2 separate regions of the Anas platyrhynchos genome follow, and region 1 is linked to region 2. The links are chromatin contacts, called in public Hi-C maps. All regions are on one chromosome and are shown on one strand. The core of a region is the stretch at or near the end of the contact, and the rest is flanking DNA. Distances in the headings are between cores, read along the strand shown. Region 1 holds the start of CEP68 (centrosomal protein 68). Region 2 holds the start of ACTR2 (actin related protein 2).

What was found. Hi-C and Micro-C count contacts between places; a contact is called where the count stands out from the background.
Region 1: a contact with region 2 is called in a Hi-C map of liver, with 4 times the contacts expected there. The contact joins the promoter of CEP68 here to the enhancer-like site in region 2. A contact is called at or near these places in 6 of 8 Hi-C or Micro-C datasets (F1 follicle, F5 follicle, liver and 2 more).

The regions. Positions count from the first base shown.
Region 1 is chr3:13,022,490-13,028,515 of IASCAAS_PekinDuck_T2T, forward strand. It overlaps CEP68 (centrosomal protein 68), which reads right to left and starts at 4,141. Exons shown (of 7, transcript XM_072035310.1): 1 at 4,004-4,141. LOC113843090 (a long non-coding RNA gene) reads left to right here. Exons shown (of 2, transcript XR_003496093.3): 2 at 1-402.
Region 2 is chr3:12,969,796-12,975,763 of IASCAAS_PekinDuck_T2T, forward strand. It overlaps ACTR2 (actin related protein 2), which reads right to left and starts at 242. Exons shown (of 10, transcript XM_027453408.3): 1 at 57-242. The coding sequence starts at 104. Within about 2 kb of position 4,411, at least 2 of the 8 cell types and tissues checked have an H3K27ac peak or open chromatin away from gene starts, as enhancers often do. A contact at or near this core is called in subcutaneous adipose tissue, where this site is marked.

The sequences.
Region 1 (6,026 bases), core at 2,891-5,390, 52 kb after region 2:
AGCAGTCTGGGATGTAGGCTCAGTCCCTGGCTTCACGCCTTAAGAAACGCTCTTCCCTTCTCTATGCAACTCTCTCTCATCATTAATATGTATTTATAGTCCACCACGCTGTTCACATCAACATAATCCTTTCAATTAAACCCCCCCGGGGGCTTGGAGTTACCACAGGAAGATGCATTCACATCCCCTGCAGCCAGCACACGAGCAGGAAGCCGCTCTCTCTGTACATTCAGAAACGATCCAGATTTTCAATTCCGTCCCAATCCTACCAGCCAGGAGGGCTTGAGAAACCCACAGGTTGGGACACAAATGCCTTTACAACCAGTGAATTAAAAATTAGAAAAATCAGAAAACAAAGCAAAGCTTAGCAAGGCACCAAAGCGTATTTAAAAGTTTAAATTTCGCATGCATTAGTTAACAACCAACCTTGGCACACCTCCTTACTTTTAGAGGGCTGCTGTACCTTGCTATTTCTATCAGATTTAGTGGCTTAAGTCTCACGTCAGCCAGCCCAGTAATAACAGATACCTCCAGCCCACACATGCCGGGCAGCTGGACAATAAGCTGCATTTAAAAACAGACTGAAAATGAACTTTCTGTAAGTTTTCAAACTCTCCTACTACTAAAGCATAGTTGCAACTCCCAAGAGCATCTAGACAGCCGGGTTTCTCACCGTTTTCCAACAGCAGCAACACCGAAGTTTATGTTGCTGGTGGCCAGGCCACACCAAGAGCCCCACGATGGGATGCAAGCCCCAGCCCTTGGCCAGGACAGACAAAGAGAAGCTCAACACGGCCACAGAGTGACGTACAGCCAGGGCTTTAGGCACAGCGGAGACTTTCCACTGGCCTTAAAAGCCCAGGAAAGCAGCCAGAAATCCTCACCACAGCGGAGCCCTCGGTTGTCCCACCAGCGATGGAGCGGCACAGAAACAGTACCCATGGCCACTTCTCGGACAAAACAATGAATGAAAACAAAAAGCTTTTCATTCACCTCAGGGGGGGCACGTCCAGAAGGAGTAACGGGATCTCTCCGGAAACCGATCCCTCGACTTTTCCCCGTTGTCAAGAGGAAGCTGCCTGCCAAAAAGTCGCCACCGAAGTTGGTGGAAAACAAGGGCTGTGCCCCAACCCACCGCGTCCCACCGCCAGCGCTCGGCCCACGGGCTGCAACAAAAGCGGCGACGTGGCCGGAGCTTCCGTCCTGGGGTCCTGTTCAGCGGGGCACCCCAAACCACAATTTGGGGTCACGCACACTGCGGGCACTGCTTTTGGTTTGGGGTCACACACACTGCGGGCAGTTTTTTGCTGTTTTGGGATCACACCCACACCAACACTGCTTTTTGGGCCTGCAGGATTTCCTTTTTATTACTGTTTTCCTTTTTTTCTGGCACGCTTTTCTCCCAAAAAGCCCTTCTACGGCTAAAAAGAAATACTCGGAGTTGTGCTTTAACCCCCCCAAAAAGGGGGAGAGCAGCGGGACCCGCCGAAGCATGCCCTGCTAACGCAGCAACCGCAGCTGCAACACCGCTACCTGTAACGGAGAGGGGCCAAAACAGCAGAACCCGCCCTCTTCTCCCCGCGGACACCCCCCTGGGCTCACGGAGCCCCCCGGAGCCCCCCCAGGCCCCCCCCCAAGCCCCGCACCCCGTGCCCGGCCCGCACCTACCGAGCAGCGGCCCCGGCGCCCCCGCTCTCCCCCGGCCCCGGCGCCGCGCCCCCTTCCCCCGCGTCTTAGCCAATGGGAGCGCGAGGAGTTGCGTCACAATGGGAGCGGGGCGAGCCGGCGGCCAATGGGAGCGGGGCGTGCTCCCCCCTCCCCTACCGGAGAACCCCCCCCTCCTCCTCCTCCCCTTTCTTCGTTTTGGGGCTGCTGCAGGGCAGGGCTGGGAGGGAGCGGACCCTGCTCTCCCGCCCATATCCTGCTGCCAAATCCAGCCAAGCCCCTACCCCAGGCTGCTCAGGGTTGGTGAGCGCCAGGGCAGGCGTTTTCCTGCTGCTCCGGGAGCTCAGGACCTTGTGCAGCAAAGTCTCTGCAGTGAAGGGAAAGGATTTATTTAACCCATTCTGCGGGTGCTGGCACTCGAGGGGCAATCCCCGTGCCTACAGCACAAAGCAGGGCTTGAGTGCCACAATCAGACCTGAAAGCACTGCTTCTGTGCTCTGGGAAGCTGGGATGGCAGTCTCCGTGTTGTCCGTTATAGGGATATTAATAGTGCTGCAGGGGGAAGAAAGAGCAGTCAGAAGCGCTTTGCCACCTTTAAGAGCCACAGAGTGAATGTTAGGTGTAACACATCAGTTCACCAGCCTGTCTTGCAGTGGGAAGGAGCTGCCACAAGTCTTCCCTGGTTCTGCTGGCAGCGTGGAGGTGACTGACCTTATCCCCCTGTTAGAACAGCTCAGGCACTGAGTTGCAACATCGCTGTGTTGTAACCTGGTAGCACCGCATTCCTCGCTCCTTCAGGACAGGTTTGTAGGCAAACTCCGACCCGTGCTCATGGGCAGGAGCCATCTGGGCACAGAACTGCTCCGACCCCTCTCCGCAAGGTGCTAGCAGCCCAGCAGTGGTGATGTGCTCGTGCGTTTTGCTATTAGCCCTGGCATCGGCACTCGGACACCTTTGGAGGTGCCAGCCCATTTGGGCAACAGGCCAGGACAGGCTCTGTTTGCTTGTCACCTCAAAGAGACAGCAAAACCCCCTGTTGTATTATTAAAGTTCCTTTCAGAAGGTTTCACGTAGGCCTTCCTCACTTTAATTTGTACTCACCCTTTCTTTAGTCCTTCAGTCCTTCGGTCCCTGCCTGAGCTGTGCTGTGGGTGTACCTGCTGCCAGACATGTTCCTAAATTGTTTGGTCTCACAGGACTGGGAGAGATCCTTTTCTTCCTGGGGTTAACAACCCTTTTTACTCCCAGATGTCTGCATTTCCATGTCTTGGACCCATTCCCCTTGTTCTCTTGATTCACTCTCCCTAGGTCACGCTTCTTTGAAACTCAAAACCTAAACCTTGCCCCAAACTCCAGCACAGGCCTGGCTATGATAAGGCAAATTTAGTGTGGTTCTCCAGGCTGGGTTCCTGTTTACACATCCTGGTATGCTACCTGATTATTCACAGAGCAGGGCACTTGACTCATGCTTCAAACTGCCCGTAACTTCCTGATCCGGCTCCTTAATCCACCGCTTCCCAACAGTATTTGTGCAGTTCGTTATTCTCATCTAGATTAATTCTTTAGATCCTCTCTTTTCCAGACCCTCTGCCAATTCTTCTGATGTTGCTCTGAATTTCAGCCCTGCCCTCCTCCCCGTTCCCAGACCTTTTCTTCCAGGTGGGACCCACAGGTTTTCTGTTCTAAAACGGTTGTCGTTAATCAAATACTTACAGCCATATGGTAGGCACCTGGGGAATCCAGTCCCTCAGCTGCACATTTACTCTAGTAACGTCTGAGTAAGCAGCTTCATTTCAGCCATGTTGCTTTAGCTTCTTTTTAGTTAGAAAAAAATCACCAAAAGCCTAGAAACCTTCCCTTACCCATACATTTAGATCACGTAAAACATTTAGATAAAAACCACTACTGCAGTGTTACTAAGGCTTTCCTAAAAAAAGGTAGCTGCTGCTTCTCCTTCCTAATTTTGCAGGAACACCAGAAAATTTGACTTAAGGGAACACAAAGCAGCTCACAAAATAAAACATGCAAAGCAGGATTAATTAAGAATAGAGAAAAAACAGAGTGATACCTATTTTAGTGTCAACATTGGAGTGCAGGGAAATGAAATGTACTGTTAGCAGCTGGACAACTTCAGTTCTTTACCACTTAGTTGCTCAGCTGGACAGAATGGAAGGATTTAGCCCTAGAAAAAGGCCAAGTAGAAACTGCACTTCTCCTTTCTGGCCACACGATGTACCCATCACACCATAAACATCCTGGCTTCACTGCCAGCAACAGGCAATCCAGCCCTAAAGGCAGGTGTTTCTAGTTTCCACCTTCTCCCAAAGCATCTCCTTACCTCTGTCCAGGCCGAGGCAGCATTGTCGTCCCTCTGAAACACCCAGGCAGCGCAGATCAAGGCTCGGTGCTGTTGTGCAGGTGGGGATTAATGGGAAATGCTCTGACTTTCCTCTTGTTGGATGAAGGTGATGCGTTGCTGTGGAATAAATATGAGCCAAGCGGTCAGGAGGTGGTGGCAGCTGCCAGTCAATATAAATTATAAGGGACAGTGAATAATTGGGACTAATTTGACTTTTTAAGTGTGAGATTTTACCACTGCTTTTGATGGAGAACTTGGGGGATTTCTTTTTCATTCTAATTCCAGGGTTGTATTGTATTGTTATTTGTATGTTGTCCTGAGCAGAACTCAGAGACTCTTCAAAACCAGAGCTGTGATCTGCACGAACCAATCATCAGCATGGAGCTTTGTAAAAGAAATAGATGGTTTGGTATAAATTTAAAATTAGTTAATGTAAGCATCACAATAGCAAAGCAGTGGTTTGAAGAATGGCTTGGAGTCATAGCAAATGATGCCATGCCTAGCAAAAGGTTTGGCCTTTGTTTTTTTTTTTGCCAGGCCCAGAAGGCCTGCACACAACTAAGACCATAGCACAGTCGACTTGTTCAAAGAAGACCCTGCTCTCTGATAATAGGAGGATGGCATCAGGGTCACAGCATTCCACATCTCCTATTCCTTCTCTTGGCAGCCCAGCAGGAAGAGAGGCTGCAGCACAGGACCGCCAAAACCCAACAATTCTTAACGACTATTAAAGAACTCTCCAAAAAGTAGGAGATTTAGTGAAGATTTGACAGGCACCATCCTATTTTGCTTATGTGGCACTCAGGTGATTGGGACCAGACCACTCGGACACACATTTCGTGGCTTGTGAGTGTGAATAAGTGAAATCTATAAAAGAATGAGTGTGAGCGGGTAAAATTGGCTTACATACAAATTCTTTAAATAAATACTATATTCCCCTTCTATAAGATCTTATTCTGAGTTTGGCTACACCGGTTTCCTAACACAGCAGGAATGGTACTGCTGAAAGGATAAAGCCCCATACCTTAAGGAAGCTCAGTGAGCCAAATTACTTGAGCTAATTAATGTTACAGTACCAGGGAAGCAATGTTTAATCTCAACGGCTCTGTTGCTGTTGGTTGGAACCTGCTCAGTTTGCAAGCTTTGAGTTCTGAATATTTGGAGGCCTCCCTCAACCTCTGGTAGCTGTGGGCATCTCCATCTAATTATATTGTAGCATACCACAGTGAAGAGAATCCAGATCTGCCTGATTGTGTACGAGTTTTCGTGACACAGTAATTACAGTAATTTACATAGCATCGCTGATCACTATCCCGTGGAGATGGTGAAGTCTAGTTACCCAAGACTCTGGAGTGGCTTTGTGTTGCATCTCCAGTCCTAGGTTTCAGAGCCAGTTTGTAATTTGTCTGGTCTCTGGCATAAAGTTTGACAAACCCAGCCCTTACGATCGTGGAGATAACTTTCAAAATGTGGAAATAAATTCCAGCTGCTACCCTTCCTGCCCAGTCTAAAACCACAGGTATCCTCCTTAGCATGGTGGCTCTACTCTCACATCCAAGATGCAAGAACTTGCAAGAACAGCAAGTTAGCTGTAAACTTGCCAAGCTCTTTTCATGCAGATCACAGCACACGAGACTCCCAAGAGGTGCAACGTACTTGTACATTCGCTTGAATGCTCATAATGGGAAGACAGCAGAGATTTGATTTTCAACAACCTAACATCACTCCACATATCTGAAAGGTGACCTGACTATTAGCACAGCTGTACCACGCAACCTGTTAGACCCAAACCAGTCATTTGATAGCAGAACAACATGGTGTTGTCTTTCAACCTTTTAGCTGACTCACAAAGCACTTCCCTACAATTATATCTACCTTAATCAAGCAAGCCGAGGATTAAAAAAATAATAATAATAAAAGAACTAATCTGCTCCTTGGCCATAATTGGATTTCATCTCTACATATTCAATTACAGCAGTAGCAGCTGCTTTTGTTATAAATT
Region 2 (5,968 bases), core at 3,161-5,660:
AATCCCACCCGCCCTCCAGCCGCTCTCCCGGTCCCGGCCCCGCCGCCGCCACTCACCCCGGTGCCGTTGTCGCACACCACCACCTTCCTGCCCAGCGTGTCCATCCCTGCTGCCGCGCCGCGCCGCCCAACGGCCCAACCGCCGCCGCCGCCCAACCGCCGCCCAACGGCCGCTACCCGGCACCGGGACACCACCGGGACCCCCCCCTCCCGCCGCCGCTCGCCGCCCCCGCCGCGCACGCCGGAAGCCGTCAGCGCCCGGCCGCCGCCGCCCAATCACGCGCCCGCCGCCCCGCCCGCCCCGCCCCGCCCGCCCCGGTTGCCATGGCGGCGGGCGGCCGGCAGGGGGAGCCGGGCCGTAATGGCGGCCGTGCCGCGCCCCGCCCCGCCCTGCCGCCGCCAGCCCCTCACAGGCAGCCCGCGGGGTGCCGGGCGCGTTGTGTCCTGCCAGGGTTCGCAAATAATAAAGAAATAAAACAACAATGTCCCTGCTTTGCCTCTGGTGGCCACCAGATCCCCCCTCACACCAGTGTCACCACTAAACCGTGTCCCCAAGCACCACATCCAACCTCTTGAACGCCCTCAGGGATGGTGACGCCACCACCTCCCTGGGCAACCCGTCCCAACGCCTGGCTGCTCCTTCTGAGGAGAAATGTCTCCTCATTGCCAACCTAACACTCAAGAAGTCAGCAGCAGGCCCACGCTTGCTCTGGTGTTGCTGCACCCCAAGTACTGTGCTCACTTTGGGGCCCCTCACTGCAAAAAGGACATCGAGGCCCTGCAGCGTGTCCAGAGCAGGGCTACGGAGATGGGGAAGGGTCTGGAGCACAAGGCCTGTGGGGAACGGCTGAGGGAGCTGGGGGTGTTTAGTCTGGAGAAGAGGAGGCTCAGGGCAGACCTCATTGCTCTCTGCAGCTACCTGAAAGGAAGGTGTGGGGAGCTGGAGTCAGCCTCTTCTCACAGGTACCCAGTGATAGGACCAGAGCGAACGGCCTCAAGTTGCACCAGGGGAGGTTTAGGTTGGAAATTAGGAGACATTTCTTATCAAAAAGAGCAGTCAGGCATTGGGACCAGGTTGCCCAGGGAACTGGTGGAGTCACCATCCCTGGAGGTGTTCAAGGAAATGTTGCATGTGGTGCTTGGGGGCATGGTTTAGTGGTGACATTGGTAGTAGGGTCATGGTTGGACCAGATACCTTGAAGGTCCTTTCCAATCTTAATGATTCTGTGATCCTGTGATCCCCTGAACAGCAGCATGCTATAATTAGACAGAGACAACAAAAGCACACACATTTGCTGTATACTTACACATCCAAGTCACACGAATAATAGTTCTGATTTTTTGGCATGCTTTGAAATGTAAAAAAAAAAAAACAAAAAACACTAGCAAAAGGTGTGCCTTTTTATCGTGCTTTAACTGCATTCACACATTAAGAGTGATGCGAAGGCAAGGCACCGCCTCATCGGACAAGGAGGCAATCCGAATGTACGTGGGCCAATCCTGCATGCTGCAGCCATCACGGAAGGACTTCTGGTCATTCTGGAGCCCAGCAGCTCCACCTGGGTATGTCTTGCACTCTAGTATAAATAAGCTTAGCCTTAATATTTTCCATTTTTCACTGCATGATGTTTTAATATTTTTTAAAGTGAAGGTTTTATATTATTGGCTGGAGTCAAATACGTTAAGCAATTGTTTTAAAAGCCTGTTCTTTGTCCAGAAAAAGTAGTTAATCCGTGTGTCTGAAGTCACTCAGCTCATTGAACCCAGCAAAGAGGGCTTGGGTATGGTGAGCTTGCCTGCACACAGCTGTTAGACTTGCTGTGTAATTTTGGACACATCGCTTAACCGGCCCAAGTCTCAGTTTCAATAAGCTGGACATGTACCGTGCCTATTGTTCTAATGGTCATGAGCAAAGCCCCTGAGCTCTGGGAACGAGAGATGTTTCAGTTTGGGTTTTAATCACTTGTTGGTCTGTCAGAATGCTTCCGCAGTGCTTCCTCGTGTGGAGCAATGGCAAAGTGTGCTCTGCTTGGAGGTAAATTAGAGTTTAATTTGAGAGACCTGAAGAAAAAGGATGAACAAACAATGCATTTTCTAACTTGTATGAGACCACTAGATCTCTGTAAGTATGTTTATGAGTTTAATTTTGTTACATTAATATACACCCCCCATAACTTTTACTATGTGAGACGTTTTCTGCCAGGGATTTAGACTATTAGTTCAATAAAAGCCTGCATAACAAGGGGTTAGGTTAAGAACCACAGTCAGAAATCACAGTGTAATTAAAGTCACTCAAGAAATAGTGACACTGAAGTCTGCCAATCACTGCAGAATATAGGATTAATTTGCTGCTTCTTGCATAACATATAAGATTAGGCATCAAAAGGATGCAAGTTCTGCACCAGAAATACGCCTGTTAAGGAGGAACTTGTGTATTGCACAGCGTAGTCATTAGCTAACGCTGTTCTTGCTACCAACTCTTACTGGCAGTTGCTGGATAGCCTTAAAAGGTTTTGGTGTTTTATTAAAGGCCATGCACAATGCAGGAGAGGAAATATAACGTGGTTTGAACGGAAATCTATTTAAAAACTTACTTCACCCAGTTTAGTTGAGCTGAGCTGGTACTTAATGTCCAAAAGCAAAAAAGAAAACGCGAAGTCTGTAAGGAAGGAAGTGTCAGCTCCTAGTTCGTAGCAGGGAGAGAAGTTGTACTGGGGTCTGTTCGTGTCAGTGCCACTTGCTGCAAGCAGGGCAATGGAGAGTGTCTTCTCCATGCCAGTGGATGCCAGTGCATCAGTGGGGCACGAGATCCATTGCCTGCATGAGTGGCGCTGAGGAACACCACCCCACCCCAGAGATGCTTCACGGCGTTGGTACTTGTAAAGTGCTTGCCCTGTGCTAATAGTACAATGTATTCACAAATAAATCGTAGTAAGAGAGATTTAATTTAACTAGATCCAAACTGTACAGGGATTGGTATTGCTTTTGTAGGTTAGTCATGCAAAGAAGTCTTGAAGGGAGAAACTTAAAAATCAGTGAATTGATGCGTGCAAATATAGGGCACTATATACATTTGAAGTGTCCTCTTTGTACATATATTGCACGTTTTCCATACTGTGTGTATTCTAGTTAGTTAAACTTGCTTAGAAGATTGTAAAGAAACAAATAAAATAAAATAATATATATATATTTTCATTTTCAGAGTAAATTTTAAATGTATTTCATGACTTTGTGTTCTTGCAGTAACTCGTAAAGTAACCTTTGTATAATATTGTGTAAATGAACAACTTCTCTTGCAAGGAGCTAGTGCCCACTAGCTGTTCTTGTAAAGCCGTGGAGAGACCTACACACCATTTCCTGCTGGGAGGTGGGGCAGTTTCTTGCTGTGACTTTTGCAAGAGAGCAAGGCTTTGTGATAAAAGATAATAAAAGTATAATGACTAAGTGGAGTGCTGAAGTTTTTGAGATAAAGTACTGCATCTATCTCATACTGAGCTGAATGGATTTTTATGAACTTGCCAATTTAGTAATCTGTGTTTATCCAAATGTGCAGGCATAGAGAAACCGCACGAACAGAGGCAGGAAATGCTCAGAACAGACAGGGGAAAGGGTTTTGGGGACACCCAGAGCTCTGCTTGGTAGAGCAGGGAAGAGAGGGTCTGGGAGGAACAGAAGACATCTCCTTAGTGTCTGATCAGCCTGAGAAGAGTTCTTCATTAAACGAAGTGGCAGCCTGGAGCGTATGAAAGCAGAGGAAATGGTGTGTTTCTAGTCCCACTTTCACTTCTTACTGAGCCGGCTCGGTGTAGGTGTACAGGAGGTGCCGATGCCAGCTCTGTGCAGGCTGGGGAACCCGAGGCCCTTTCCTGTGTATTTGAGGCAGGTTCCGGTGTTGTTTTGGCAGAGCAGGGGAAAGACACCCCACCCAAGTGTTGGCATTAATCCTTTTCTCTTCATTAATCGGTTTTGTTTCCTACCGAGGTATTTTACCTTTGCCTCAGAATTATTTCATTGCTCTATCAAAATTTAAAAATGAGATTCAAAGAAAGCATCTCTTAGAATTGACTAAATGCTGAGTATTATTTGTTGGATTTATGAACTAGTGGAGGCAGTAAGTCAGAAATATTCAGGAAGTCAGAATGCTTCCGAATCGGTTATGGGTTAAAGGGCAGATTAGCTCATTAGCATTAAGGCACCCTGACTTTTACCAAATCTTGAATATCTAACTCTCCTTGTTACCAAAACCAAGCTTGCTCAGGTGTCCTGCACAGGATCCATTTCCTGCTCAGAAAAAGCAGCTCAGGTGTCAGGCTGTGTAAGAAGAGAGTGCTCAGCAGGCCTGGGTTTGTGTGCAGGACAAAAGGGACCGGATTCTCCTCCCTGTTAGCAACACCCATTCTGAGTCATGCGTGCTGGAAACAGTGGCATAGTTGCAGAATGTCTTCACCTCGATCATATGATCCCGTGTAGGTAACACTGGGGTTGGTAAGCGCTGGTTTTGGACGTAGAATTAAAATATGTTGAGCACAGTTTTTTTTTTTTTTGGAGGGCATTTTTCAATAATATTTCTTCCAAATATAGAGAAAACATTATGCCTCTTTAGTATCACACAATTACAGAGTGCAAACTATTATTTTTGTTGATTTGTTTCCAGGTAAACGTAAGAACACATTATAAAGGTTATGTTTTTGTTTCTTTTTTAATTCAGTTTAATTCAATTCCATGTAGTATCACTAGCCTGTTTGGCATCTGCCATTCAAAATTTTTAAAAGACAACTACAGACAAAGTTACATCATTCAGACGTTGCAAATCATAATGAATTTTGATCATGATACATGAGATGATGCCTTGTCACAAAGGCCCAGATCCCTGTAAGGCACATACTTCCATTCATTTCACTGATAGCTAGGGGCTATGGATGGCTTTATGGCAGAGCAAATCTGTTTTTTTTTTTTTGTTTTTTTTTTTTGTTTTTTTGTTTTTTTCAGCTATGGCTTCTTTTTGAAGCACTTTAATTTCTTGTGGCCTAGACAGAAGCACTGCAATGTGTGGATGAGGTGTCCTGGGCATCAAATACCTCAGTCACGGCAAGCTTCTGGATGCTCTGAGCTCTACTCCCCATCACCCTAAATGTTCAGCAGTAGTTTTGGCACATGCAGTGGATGCAAACTTGAGTTCTCCTCTATGTCCTTGGTAATATTTTATGGACACTTTGCAGAGCATCCAAATACCAAACAATGGACATTCAGACGTTTGGGAATCTGATTTGCAAAGATCTGGAGTTCTCTTCATACCAGCTGAAGCCAATGAAACCACCTTCCGAGAACTGGGTACCAGATATTAAAGTCTGGCAAGCAAAGCTGGCTTATCCAAAATTAAATGCCACCTCTGAAAATGTAATTTTAAGTGATTATCACATAGGGGATGTCCGAGATGGAGCCCAGACCAGAACCTATCTCATCTGATGCGACCACAGTGCTGACTTTTGAATAGTGACTTTATCAAAAATTAATGGAGTTTCCAAAACTTATCCAAAACATATGCAGGGACATGTTTTGACATAATTTTGTGGTGATAGATTTCTGATTACTGAAGTCTATTTACACCTCAAATTTAAAAAAAAAAGAAAAAAAAAAAAAAAGAGAGATTTCAAATCAATTAATTCCTCACTGCTGTGGAGTTCATCCCCATAACAGTAAAGGTTACTTTTAACAAGTAACAGGTAACCTTTTTAATTGCTTTTTTACCATTTTTCTAAATTTTTAGTTCAGTTTTTATAGAATACTTTTACACAGATATAAGCTTGGTCCCATTAAAAACATGCCAATGCAATGCTGCTGTTTAGAAGGAAAATATTGCCACATGCTGTTGGTTTTTAAGAGTAGCCCCTATTATATTCTTCTTAAAAGCAAGACTTAGAAAAGAAAAAAAAAAGTCAGAGAACATGACACCTGAGGTAGCAGTACTT